3 separate regions of the Mus musculus genome follow, and regions 1 and 2 are each linked to region 3. The links are chromatin contacts, called in public HiChIP or PLAC-seq and promoter capture Hi-C maps. All regions are on one chromosome and are shown on one strand. The core of a region is the stretch at or near the end of the contact, and the rest is flanking DNA. Distances in the headings are between cores, read along the strand shown.

Region 1 (3,794 bases), core at 661-3,160, 220 kb after region 3:
ATAAAGCAACGCTTCACATCCCACACGGAGGTCAGTAACGAAGACTCAAGGTTCCCTCATTCTGTAGAGGGGAGGCTGAGGAGAGACAGAGCAGCCTTAGCTGTAAAACCCTTCATTACACCCATTCTCTTGTCTCTCAAGAGATCTAGGACAATCTCAAAATATCTAAAGAAGTCACTTCAACCAGAGTAGAAATAAGAGGAATGTGATTTTGTGTGTTTTCATTTTTATGCTTTTACTGGTCTCTTGTAGCCCAGGCTGGCTTTGAACTCCAATCCTCCTGCCTCGGTTTTCCAAAGGCTGAGATTATAGGTGTAGAAGCTGCTCTGTGATTGGTTTTTGACCTATCTTTAGGGAGGGCTCAGAATGCAGCTCTTTCCAGTTGTGGGAGGGGCTAAATTAGAATGTGAGACCAGGTAGGAAAAGTCAGATGTGGTAGGGACAACTAAAAATGAGCATGTGGCTCTGAGTGCTATGCCATATAATTAAGTATGCAATCATTTTTATTATAATTTTGATTGCTGGGGTTGAACCAAAGCCTTGGGTACTCAAGTGGATGCCTTACATCGCACTGTACCCCCTGCCCAGTGAATATGCCTCATGATGACATTGTAGTGGGGAACACTGTTCTCATTTTCAGGTGATAAAAGACACAGCAAGGATCCAAGCAATGTGTTCAAAGCCCCCTTCCTGGACAGAAGTGGAAAGGGGATTAAGAGATAAGAGCCTGGCTCCTGTCAGTCTTTCTTCTTCTGGACACAAAAGACAGATCTCCCCTCAAAGGCACTAAGTTTATTTTAAGCCAATACGAATAACCATGACATGAGCAAAATTCGGGTTGCCCTTAATGACGTACTCCAGTGTGGAATAGCTACAGGATATGTTCTTAGCCACAAAACCAAAGACTGTACTTACCAAAGACCTTGTGCCAACACTGGTCGGTGAGTTACTCCAGGGAAATCTCTGATATTATCTGATGACATACTTAGATGACATACAAGATGTTCTTGGTTTGTACAAGTTAGTAGTCTGCTAAATGAATAAATTCCAGGTGGGTGTTATCCACTTGTAGTGGAAGCACTCGTAAGAGAGAGGCAGGCAGATCTCTTTTGAGTTCAAAGTCAAAAAGTTCCAGGACAGCCAGGGCTACATAGAGATCCTGTCTCTGATTAGTGAACTAATTTAAAATAAAATTTCCTACCTGATGGTCAAGAATACTGGGTCAGTTAGGTGGGTTGGAGATAAACGGCTACTTAAAGGAACTAAAGATACTCAAATATAATTTTGGCTGTGAATCTGCAACAGCCCAACACCCACAATCACAAAGTTCTAATTAGTTTGCAGAATCTTCACTCAAGTGATTTTTTTCAGGGAACCCCAAACACCATTCTTCTCTTCCTGCCCTGTCACCCCAATAAGAAAACGTTCTTACAGAATCCGAGGGCAGAGAATCCTGGGCAACCTCTTTCGCTTAAGGAGGAACCAAAACCTATTACATAACAAAGCAAATTTTGCTGTTTTCAGTCAGTGGGGACTCTAGAACAAAAGATTCTTTAACAGACCTTCACACCTCCAGATCTGTTTGGACAGTTTATCCCTCCACATTAGGCATCTGCGTTGGAGTACTTGCTTTCCCACAAAGATAGTCTTGTGCCGTTCAAGATTAAAATCTTAACACGAGATACTACTATACTTTCTTGTATGCAAGAAAGACACTTAGGAAACAAGTACGGGAGGTAGCCAGCACAGGAGCCAGGGCTGGCTGCCGCCTCTCGGCTGATTGGCTTGCATGGTTGCAAGGGCAGCAAGGCCTTCGGCTGGCTTCCGAGAACGATTGGCTACTGAAGCCCCACCCCCTCCCTGATTGGACAAAGTGTTGAAACTAGGATTGGTGGAGCGTAAGCTAAACCAGTCCAAGCTCCTGGTGCACCGCAGAGATGGCGACTGCAATCCGGCTGCTGGGACGGCGAGTTTCCAGTTGGAGACTGCGGCCATCACCGTCGCCCCTCGCTGTCCCGCGGCGGGCCCACTCGATATTGCCTGTGGACGATGATATCAACGGGCTAAACGAGGAGCAGAAGCAGGTAGGAAGGCCGGCCCCAGGACATGTCCCAGGTCTTACCCAAGTGACTTGTGCCTGCCAGGCCTTGGAAGCGTTTCGTAGAAGCTAGGGAGAGGAACTGCGCGCCCTCTCCCTACTAATATTTGAGGGAGACAGCAAGACAGGGGGATTCCTGGCTTTGAACTCCAGCTAGGAGGAGATAAAAGAGTAAGGACCAAACCTGGAAGACTGGTGGTGTTTGGGTGGGCAGATTGGTTGGCCCTACTTCTAGTGGCTCTCATGAATCTGAAAACACTTACACCCCAACCTGTTCTCTCTCTCTCTCTCTCTCTCTCTCTCTCTCTCTCTCTCTCTCTCTCTCTCGCTCACTCTCGCTCTCCTTCTCCCTCTCGCTCTCCCATTCTCCCCTTCCTTGGGGTCTCAGTATGTATAGCTTTGGGTGGCCTGGAAGGCATTAAACTAGTACTTGAACTCTACTAGTGAACTCTTGCTTTTGCCTCAAGAGTGATGGGATTAAAGGCATGGGCCACCATACCTGGCTTGTAAGCAATGGTTCTCAACTTATGGTTGAAGTTACGCATGACCCATAGCTACCAGGGCAATTTGCTTTTTCAATGGAAGACTTTAAAGAATTCTGAAATGCCATCTTAAGTTTGTTTTCTTCCCCTCTTCAAGGCATAATGCACAAAGCTGAAAAAAAAAAAAAGAGCTTGGTTGCTGGGCAGTGGTGGCGCACACCTTTAATACCAGCACTCGGGAGACAGAGGCAGGTGGATTTCTGAGTTCGAGGCCAGCCTGGTCTACAGAGTGAGTTCCAGGACAGCCAGGGATACACAGAGAAACCCTGTCTGGAAAAAACAAACAAACAAAGAGCTTGGTTAACCTACTCTTATTGCTAGGTTTAACTCTCTTCCCTAATCGAAGCCAATGAATAATTTCCAGGGATGCCTTGGGTCCTGCCTATCTATCTATCTATCTATCTATCTATCTATCTATCTATCTATCTATCTATCTATCTAGATATCTAGATATCTATCTAGATATCTATCTAGATATCTAGATATGTATGTATATGAAGCAACTGCTGTAGATTGCCTAAGAGATTGCTGAGGAGTGATGGTTTCACACACAGTGTGTCTGAGTCAGATGCTATACCAAGGGCAAGTATTGCTATGAATAACCTTAGTGGAGGAAGGGAGTGGAGCCCCTAGGCACCTTCTGGAATTCTAAGAAAGAAAGAAAAGTGAAGAACCAGGGTACAGTTACAATCAAATCAAACCCACACTCCATCAGAGTAAATAACTCAATGTCCAATATCTAGGGTTAATCATGACCTTCTGGGCTCCTCTAAGGGGCTTGAGTCACTTCTCCAGCTCTGCCCTCTACAGCCCACACAGCTTGTCTTCTAAGCTCTGGTAAGCACCACCTCCTGCTGCTGCTGTTCTTGGTGGCCCTCCCGTGGTACTGGTTATCTCCAAAATGCTGGGTCTCTGCTGCAGCTGAGCTGGACTTCTATTAGTAGCCTCTTCTGGGATCTCCTCATGGTGCCAAACTTCTGCTTTTCTGCATGGCCCCTTTAATCCTGGGGCATTAAATGTAATCCATGACCCTTTACCAAGAGCCTGCCTCTCTTGGCTTCTGACAATGTCAAGTCTCAGCTACTCTCTATGACCCATTCGTACCTTTAAAACCAGCAGCACCTGGAAGACTTATGCTTGATCAAGTTCCGCTG
Region 2 (3,877 bases), core at 657-3,156, 200 kb after region 3:
CTTGTAGCCCAGTACTCTGCCGCCTTATAGCCCAGGCTTTCCCACTGGGTTTTTCCAGCTTTGCCTCCAGCCACAGTCCTGACTGAGCATGCCCACTGCCTTCCCCTGTGTGTATATCACTTTGGCGCTTACACTCAGATTAAACCATCTTTAAAATGACACTTCAAAAGACTTCTCATGGACTTTCAGGGCTTGAGGGGTGGGAGAGATGAAAGTATTCACTGGTAAAGTATGTGTTCAGTATGCACAAGGCCCTGGAATCGATCCCCAGCAACCCACACACCGTTTTCCCTTATAAACCCAAATGAAACCTCTGATGAAAAAAGGAAAGATGCAGGAGGCCAGGCTAGGGATGTAGTTTAGTTGGTAAAATTCTTAATAACATACATGAAGCCCCAGGTTCAATCCCAAACATTGCATAAAATCAGGCTTAGTAGTGAGATCATGCCTGCCGCTAATCAATCCCAGGAGCTGGAGGCAGGAGGACTGAGAGTTCAAGATCCTGCTCAGCAGGGCTGGAGATGACACGGCAGTGAAGAGACCTCTTTCAGAAGACCAGTGTTTACCTCCAGCATCTGTCACACCAGTTCCGGGGATCCAATGACCTCTTAGCTTCTGAGGAAACACACACAAATAATAAACTTTTGAAAAAAAAAATTCACCCTCAACTACAGAGCAGGAGTACAGTGTCAGGGTTTTGTTTTGTGGTTTTAAGGGGAACAGAATTACAGGAGGCCATTGTTTCAAAACTATCTGAAAAGCCAGGTTAAAAATAGAGACTGCCCCACCCAGGGATCCATCCCATTAAACAAACACCAAATCCAGACACTGTTGCATATGTCAACAAGATTTGGTGACAGGACCCTGATATAGCTCTCTTTTGTGAGGCTGTGCCAGTGCCTGGCAAATACAGAAGTGGATGCTCACAGTCATCTATTGGATGGAACACAGGGCCCCTAATGGAGGAGCTAGAGAAAGTACTCAAGGAGCTGAAGGGGTCTGCAACCCTATAGGAGAACAACAATATGAACTAACCAGTACCCCCCAGAGCTGTGTCTCTAGCTGCATATGTAGCCAAGGATGGCCTAGTTGGCCATCAATGGGAGGAGAGGCCCTTGGTCTTGCAAAGATTATATGCCCCAGTGCAGGGGAATGCCAGGGCCAGGAAGCAAGAGTGGGTGGGTTGGAGAGCAGGGCGGGGTGGGGTATAGAGGACTTTCAGAGAGGAAACTAGGAAAGAGGATAGCATTTGAAATGTAAATGAAGAAAATAATAATAAAAACCAAACGAGAATCAAAGTCACCAAGGTGAAACTAAAATGTCTACCTGCTCTTACCGATCTGAATTAAAGTGGAAACAGCCAAAAATCTCCCAGACTTGCCTACTTGATAAAAAGTTTTGTCTTAATCCTTAACACAAAAGGAGTTAACAGGAAGCTAGCTTTCCTGCAGCAAGCAGTTGCTTTCCTACTGTTCCTTATCTCTGTCCCCATCTTACAAGGAAACCAGCCAGCCTGCTTTTCAAAGCCCTTCTCCATTTATAAAACCTCATGGAGAGCCTCCGTGGATCCCTTGTAAGGTCTCCGGTCTTCCTCATGAAGCCCCAACAGTTCCTCGCTGTAAGTGGCTCCCCACTGGAGTGGATTCTCCTGCCTTTGCATTGAGCACACCACCCCAACATCATTGTGGTTTATGGGGTGCTAGGCATTTGCCTAGCATAGTCTATAATCTCAGCACCTGGGAAGTGGAAACAACAGAACCTAGGAGTTCAAAACCAGTCTGGGTCATGAGACCCATCCCCCCATCCACCCCCCCAAAAAGACCTGAGGCGAGATAGAAAGACAAAAGGACATTTAGAGACTTGAGAAGAAGAAAGCAGCCTTTTTTCTAGGTGACAAAGGAAAGTGAGGTCCAGTGACTCTCAGCTTGCCTGCTGTGACTCTAATACTGCTCCTCATGTTGTGGAGACTCCCAGCCATAGAATTATTTTGTCGCTACTGCATAACTAATTTTGTTAGTTATAAATCATAATGTATGTTTTCCTACGGTCTTGGTAATCTCTGTGAAAGGGATAGTTGACACCTGTTGACCCACAGGTTGAGAATCAGTGTCGCACAGTTTCATGGAAGCTTTCTCTTCTTCCTGGGGTGGGACTTTAACTCAGGAGTTAGGGGTACCAGAAGCCCATAGTCACACAAAACTTATACCCAACCACTGGAGGGAATCGGGACAGGCACTCAAAAAGTTGGAGGCAGGAGCTGATACAGCGGCTATGGAGGGGTACTGCTTCCTGGCTGGCTTCCCTATGGCTTGCTCAACCTGCCTTCTTACAGAATCCTGGACCACCAGGCCAGGGATGGCACCACCCACAATGGGCTGGGCCCTTCCCCATTGATCACAAATTGAGAGAATGCTCTACAGCTGGATCTCATGGAGGCATTTCCTCAACTGAGGCTCTTTCCTCTCTGATGACTCTAACTTGTGTCAAGTTGACACACAAAATCAGCCAGTACATGGAACATTTTGATAAAGCTTTGATAATAACCAAACACTTTTTAATCTCAGTTTTATTAAGATTCAGTTTCCCAAGTAGTTATATTGATTAAACACAGTTTTTACTAGACTTTATTTGGTAAATGTTACCAAGAGAAAAATCAATAAGAGAAATCTGTTGATTTCAATAACAATTTGTCATTAATGTGCTGAACTTTGACTTTAGATATTTTAATGTCACTCATTACCGTCTCCAAGTCTCAGCTATCACATCCCTTATATAACTTATTCAGACATTTCGTGACGTGTGTAGGCTTTCTAGCTTTGTTTTATTTTTATTTTTCTGGAAGAATCTAGGATCTTTATCTTTAGGATAAAGTCTTACCATTCAGAAATCCTTATTTACCAAAACTATCTTTATTCCTACATCCTTGTAACACTTTTTCTTCTACTTGCTGGCCCCCTTTTGTTTCATTTCCTTTTTTGGAATTATAAGACATAGTAACAATGCATTTACCATCATATTAGAAGAGTGAGTCCAAACTACATGGCTTAATATAAATTAAGATTATCTGTATATACATTGTTAATTTATAGGCCTTTTTTCTGAGTATAATTAATATATATATATATATATACACACACACATATATATACATATATAAGTACAATAAGTATAACTTATTAAGCAAAAGTACAATAAGTAAATAGCAAGTCACAGGTAGACAGCAAAGTATCAGATCAGCAAGCCAACTGAGGAAACCCTGCTCAAACCATCATGCTGGTATTACCACTTGAGAGATGTCCAGGCAGAAGGCGTCTTGCATCCTCTCATCTGATGCATCCCATCATAGCTATTCCCATGACAGGCATTTTTATATGATGGGATAACAATAGTAGACTCTGTGGGAATGCTTTACCGTTTAGCTGTTCTCAAGGACACAGTGCAGCTTGGGCTGCTTGTTGTTCTCCCTGTTACAGGGCCAGGGGACCCCCCCCGACTTAGGACAGGTTTTGGAGGGCACTCTGGGGCAAATATGCTCAGATCTGAAGTAGGGGTGCCAAATTGTACATTGAGAGTCAACTTTTTAGTGAGCTTAAACAGCATCTGACAACTTAACAATATAATGTGTACTACACATGTAATTGCAGACCTGAAGAAGATAGTTGATAGCTACCTTTTCTGAAGGGCCAATGCAACCAACCAGCTGCCAGTAACACTCTGAGACTGCGAGCCAGTCCTCTGTTAAATGCTTTCCTTTGTGAGTTGCCCTGCGAATGGTGTCTCCTCACAGCAACAGAACAGTAACTAAGACGGTCCCCTAGACTGTCAGTGACCCAGACCTTAAAATAGAAACATCTGATGTTTTTCTGCACTCAAATAT
Region 3 (3,904 bases), core at 1,027-3,526:
CATCCGTGTCACCCGTCAGTCATTCTCTTTGCCCCTCACTGTACAGTAAGGACAGCAGCCTGTGTTCCTTGGACATGAGACTTGGGAGGATTAAAGGCTATGCTGTCTGTGAGGACACCAGGATGGGTGTGCAGTGTCTCACATGACTGTGTCGTGTGCAAACATATCTGCTGACTGGATACATGGTGTATACCTGAAGCGGTTATGTGGGCCACAGTAGATCACAGCTGGAGTCTGCAAATGCACTAGGTGTCCTGATGCCTGGTAATCCAGGTAATCCACAAAGACAGTCTGTTGTTGTTGGCTCTTAAAAATAACCCATTAAATTGGACAGTGGTGGTGCACGCCTTTAATCCCAGCACTCGGGAGGCAGAGGCAGGCGGATTTCTGGGTTCATTGCCAGCCTGGTCTACAGAGTGAGTTCCAGGACACCCAGGGCTACACAGAGAAATCTTGTCTCAAAAAGGCCAAGTCATAATAGTAATCCTTAAATGATCTGGTCACTTCTTCTCCCTGTCCTGTACAGATAAGGACATCTACTAAGGTCTAGAGCTGTCAGTGCTTTCAGCCCTGTGTAAATCAGTTGCTAATGGAAGCAGAGGCCACTTTACACTTTAGCTCATGAAGCGTTTTGTGATTTCAGGTAGATCTGTTGGGTATAGCAGACCTAGCGCACTTACTCCTGTTCAAGGAGCACCTCCATGTCTTCTGGGATGGACTCCTCTGGAAACTTAGCCAGAGCACCTCTGAGTGAGTACTGGGTCCTCCAGGGTTCCTCCATATCCCAATAGTTTGCCCTCTCTCTTCAGCGGACTCTGCTGTGGTAGGCAACCTGAGTTTTTTAAACCAAGTGCTGTCTCTGCGTTCACTTCAGTGTCTGCAGAGCACCTAGGACAGGGAAAGGAATGGCCAGCTGAAAATAAGACATAGACCTGCTCAGACTTTAGGGCATTTCTTAGCTTAGAAATAGAAACACTTTAGAGGAATAAGTTTTCTAACCAATTGGTGTTAGTCTTTTTAACAGCTGTGTTTATCAAAAGTCGGTTGTCTTTTGAAGAGTTAAGTTTCCACATGGTATACTGAGTTTAGATTATTATCTATTAAATGATAAGGTAGAACCAAACCACCGAGCAGTCTCCTGGTGCAGAAATAAGTGATCTCTCAGGTCTGCTTGGGAATTTGTCAGACACCTTACATAGCGCCAATGGCTTCCCAGCATAGGCTCACCAAGTAGTGACGCACTGCATGCCAGTTCTAAAGTTGGTTTTCATTTTAGATCAGTGTTGAAGACTGAATGTCCCTTCCCTGCTTTCATCTCCAGAACACTAAGTTGTATTTTCCTCATTTGATTCGGAAATTTGTCTCCTGCATGTATTTTTAAGATAGGTTTGATCCTGACTTGCCAGCTCAGGCCTTTAACCCCAGCCCATGGAAGGCAGAGGCTCGAGGCCAGCCAGAGCTACACAGTGAGACATTGTCTCAGACAGCAACAGAAATAGATAAGTTAATGAGATTGCTGAAGGGTACTTTGAGATGTGCAGGGCTAAGAGGCATCTTGGTCTAGCTGTGGACCTGCTGGTGTGGTTAATGGACACAAGCAAAAATAGATGGCTGGGCCCGCCTTTGTCAACCCCCTGCTCTACAGCAGTGCGAGTTTTCAGATAAGAGAAGGAGAGTAAGAGCAAGGCACCTTAACCAAGGTTGGACGTCAGAGAACTGAGGATGGCGGAGCCTGAGGTGAGGGGATGTTGTCATGACCTGCAGTGAGAAAACTGGCAGGGAACGAAGTTTCTTTTTCTTTGACTGTGTGTGGATAAGTGCTAGCGGGTGTCACTGCACCGGAGTGGCCAGGATCCATGGGCTCAGGCGAGAGTGGATTTCCTTCTTCCATGTGTGTTCAGGGCCACCACAGCAGACTGATTTTTGTAGTTCTTCCCTGTGCCTTCAAGAGTGTTTGAATGATCTCCAATCTTAGAGTTCTTGGTATTACCATATATCACTTTGGCATGTTAGTGTCCTGCTGAGTTAAACCCAGAAAGAATTCTAATTTTCACATGCCCAATCTTGATAGAAATGATTTTTTTTTAAATTTTCTTAGGCTAAAAGACAGTGAATTGTGGAATAAATTCTTTGTGCGGATTCTGAATGCCAGTGACAAGTCCACAGTGTCTGTTCTGGGGGAGCTGGCAGCAGAAATGGGTGGGGCTTTTGATGCCACATTCCATAGCCACCTGAACAGAGCCCTGTGGAAGCTGGGGAAGACAATCAGCCCGGAAGCTTTGCTCACTCAGCAAGACAAGCAGCCAGGCGGCTCCCAGAGCCCTGCCTAAGCCATGGGTATGGTGAAGAACTGGTCTGGGGCTGCTGTGATTTGTTTAGAGCACACTTAGACACATCAGCAGTCCTTCACTAGGGGTCACTCTCAGTAGCACAGCTTTCAGCCAGGTGGCTGTGCCCTGGCAGCCTCATCTGGTTTATTCAAAAGGTTTCTGTGCAGACAGCTGCTTTTTAGCCCTCTGGCTTCTGCCTTCTCTCTTTTGTAATTTTATAACATGTACTCTCCTTTCACTGTGTATTTTATAATAAAATAGTTTTTGTTACATTTCTGTTGCTGGCAATTCATCTACACTTGCAAACTAAGGTGATAAATGGCTTCATTTTGGAGAGGACTTACTCTACGGTGGTAGAAACTTATGTATCCCAGACTTAGAGCAGCTGCCTTTGGGTTATAAGAAGGCAGCTGGCCGGCCATTTCTTCCGTCTCTCTCTGTCCTTCTAGAGGGTGTCCAGAAAGAAGCAGGTAAAATGACACACACACACACACACACACACACACCAGCTTTCCTTAAGTTCAAAGGTACCGGCCTTTGGGGACAGAGTACTCAGCAACCTGTCATGCAGGACACAGGGCTGCTGAGGGGACAGAGACCATTTTCCTTAGGTGTCAGGAAAGCAGGGGTCAGAACAGAAAGGACTGAAGTGGGGACTAATATGGAAAACAGTAAGTCTGATGGAACACTGTGCACCCAAAGGGGCGCACTGGCTGGGTGTGTGGGGGGCTGTGGGGGTGTGTGTGTCATTAAGGCTTTTGTTTCTTCAGTAGGATAATAAGCATTTATTTATTTATTTCACACTAAAATGTCAGTCACCTGATGTCCACTCGTGCTGGTGCCTGAGTCTCCTCTACTTGTCACCATTGTTGCTCTAAGCTTGTTAGAGAGCAGATTCCCTAACTAATCTCTCAACTGAAACACTTGGGCAAATTCGACAGGGTAAGCCAGAAAAAATGTATCTGAAAGACAAAGAAAGTAAATATTTTCCTTCAACCAAAATACAGTTCTGCAAACATCTTCAGTTTGCTTCTTATACTGAAGATAATAAATGATGAAACTGCCTTTCTGTAATCAAGTCCTTCTTAGTCCCCAGTGCCCTGTATTGCCCAGGAAATTGAGAGCCTTTAACTTAAGTAAGCTTCTACCTAGTGAATACTTCAGCAGTCTAGGCAGCCAAGTTGCTGTATGGGCAAATCTTGTTTCTGAAAGTACAAGCAGGAGTGGGAGGAGCCAGGACACCCTGCAGCTCTGTTCACACCCCACACCTCACCCCATACACCCCCCACTCTCTGACCTCCGCCAACTTCAGCCTTTGAGGACAGGAAAGGATGTCACTGCCAACAGTGCCTGTCATCAACAATGTCTGCCATCGCTTCAGTTTTCTTTACAAAAGCATAAAACCACAAAATAGAACCCTTTCCGTTTCCCTTTCATTTTTGTTTATTTTTAAGCTAAGATCACTGCAGGGCATAGGCTGCCATCAAACCCCAGGTACTCTGGTCACATTCCCCAGAGGGCTGGAATTTCAGGGGCCCACCCACCAGACTCCCTCATATTTGATGCCCATTGTC

The links. Promoter capture Hi-C pulls out the DNA fragments that hold promoters and counts their contacts. HiChIP or PLAC-seq counts read pairs in DNA pulled down with a chosen protein or histone mark.
Region 1: a contact with region 3 is called in an H3K27ac HiChIP or PLAC-seq map of embryonic stem cells, with 4 times the contacts expected there. The contact joins the promoter of Ivd here to the enhancer-like site in region 3. A contact is called at or near these places in 4 of 39 promoter capture datasets (embryonic stem cells, neural stem cells, pre-B cells and 1 more), 37 of 484 Hi-C or Micro-C datasets (B cells, CD4 T cells, CD8 T cells and 29 more), 9 of 115 datasets of contacts at active chromatin or transcription factors (T-cell acute lymphoblastic leukemia, bone marrow-derived dendritic cells, embryonic basal ganglia and 6 more) and 4 of 9 other capture datasets (adipose tissue, liver, macrophages and 1 more).
Region 2: a contact with region 3 is called in a promoter capture Hi-C map of embryonic stem cells, with 2.5 times the contacts expected there. The contact joins two enhancer-like sites. A contact is called at or near these places in 11 of 39 promoter capture datasets (the 3T3-L1 cell line, 3T3-L1-derived adipocytes, the C10 cell line and 6 more), 1 of 15 datasets of contacts at CTCF or cohesin (the NIH/3T3 cell line), 2 of 484 Hi-C or Micro-C datasets (the C2C12 cell line and nephron progenitors), 2 of 115 datasets of contacts at active chromatin or transcription factors (double positive thymocytes and embryonic basal ganglia) and 4 of 9 other capture datasets (adipose tissue, embryonic stem cells, liver and 1 more).

Annotation. Positions count from the first base shown.
Region 1 is chr2:118,860,084-118,863,877 of GRCm38.p6, forward strand. It overlaps Ivd (isovaleryl coenzyme A dehydrogenase), which reads left to right and starts at 1,911. Exons shown (of 12, transcript NM_019826.4): 1 at 1,911-2,084. The coding sequence starts at 1,938. It overlaps Gm39913 (a long non-coding RNA gene), which reads right to left and starts at 1,771. Exons shown (of 2, transcript XR_866660.2): 1 at 916-1,771.
Region 2 is chr2:118,837,050-118,840,926 of GRCm38.p6, forward strand. It overlaps Gm39913 (a long non-coding RNA gene), which reads right to left. Exons shown (of 2, transcript XR_866660.2): 2 at 341-615. It also overlaps a transcript of Knstrn not described here. Among named protein-coding and RNA genes, the nearest start is that of Gm39913, 23 kb to the right of the region's middle. Within about 2 kb of position 1,907, at least 17 of the 459 cell types and tissues checked have an H3K27ac peak or open chromatin away from gene starts, as enhancers often do. A contact at or near this core is called in embryonic stem cells, where this site is marked.
Region 3 is chr2:118,638,990-118,642,893 of GRCm38.p6, forward strand. It overlaps Bub1b (BUB1B, mitotic checkpoint serine/threonine kinase), which reads left to right. Exons shown (of 23, transcript NM_009773.3): 22 at 644-750; 23 at 2,099-2,603. The coding sequence ends at 2,330. Among named protein-coding and RNA genes, the nearest start is that of Pak6, 23 kb to the right of the region's middle. Within about 2 kb of position 2,277, at least 62 of the 459 cell types and tissues checked have an H3K27ac peak or open chromatin away from gene starts, as enhancers often do. A contact at or near this core is called in B cells, CD8 T cells, DN2 thymocytes and 9 more, where this site is marked.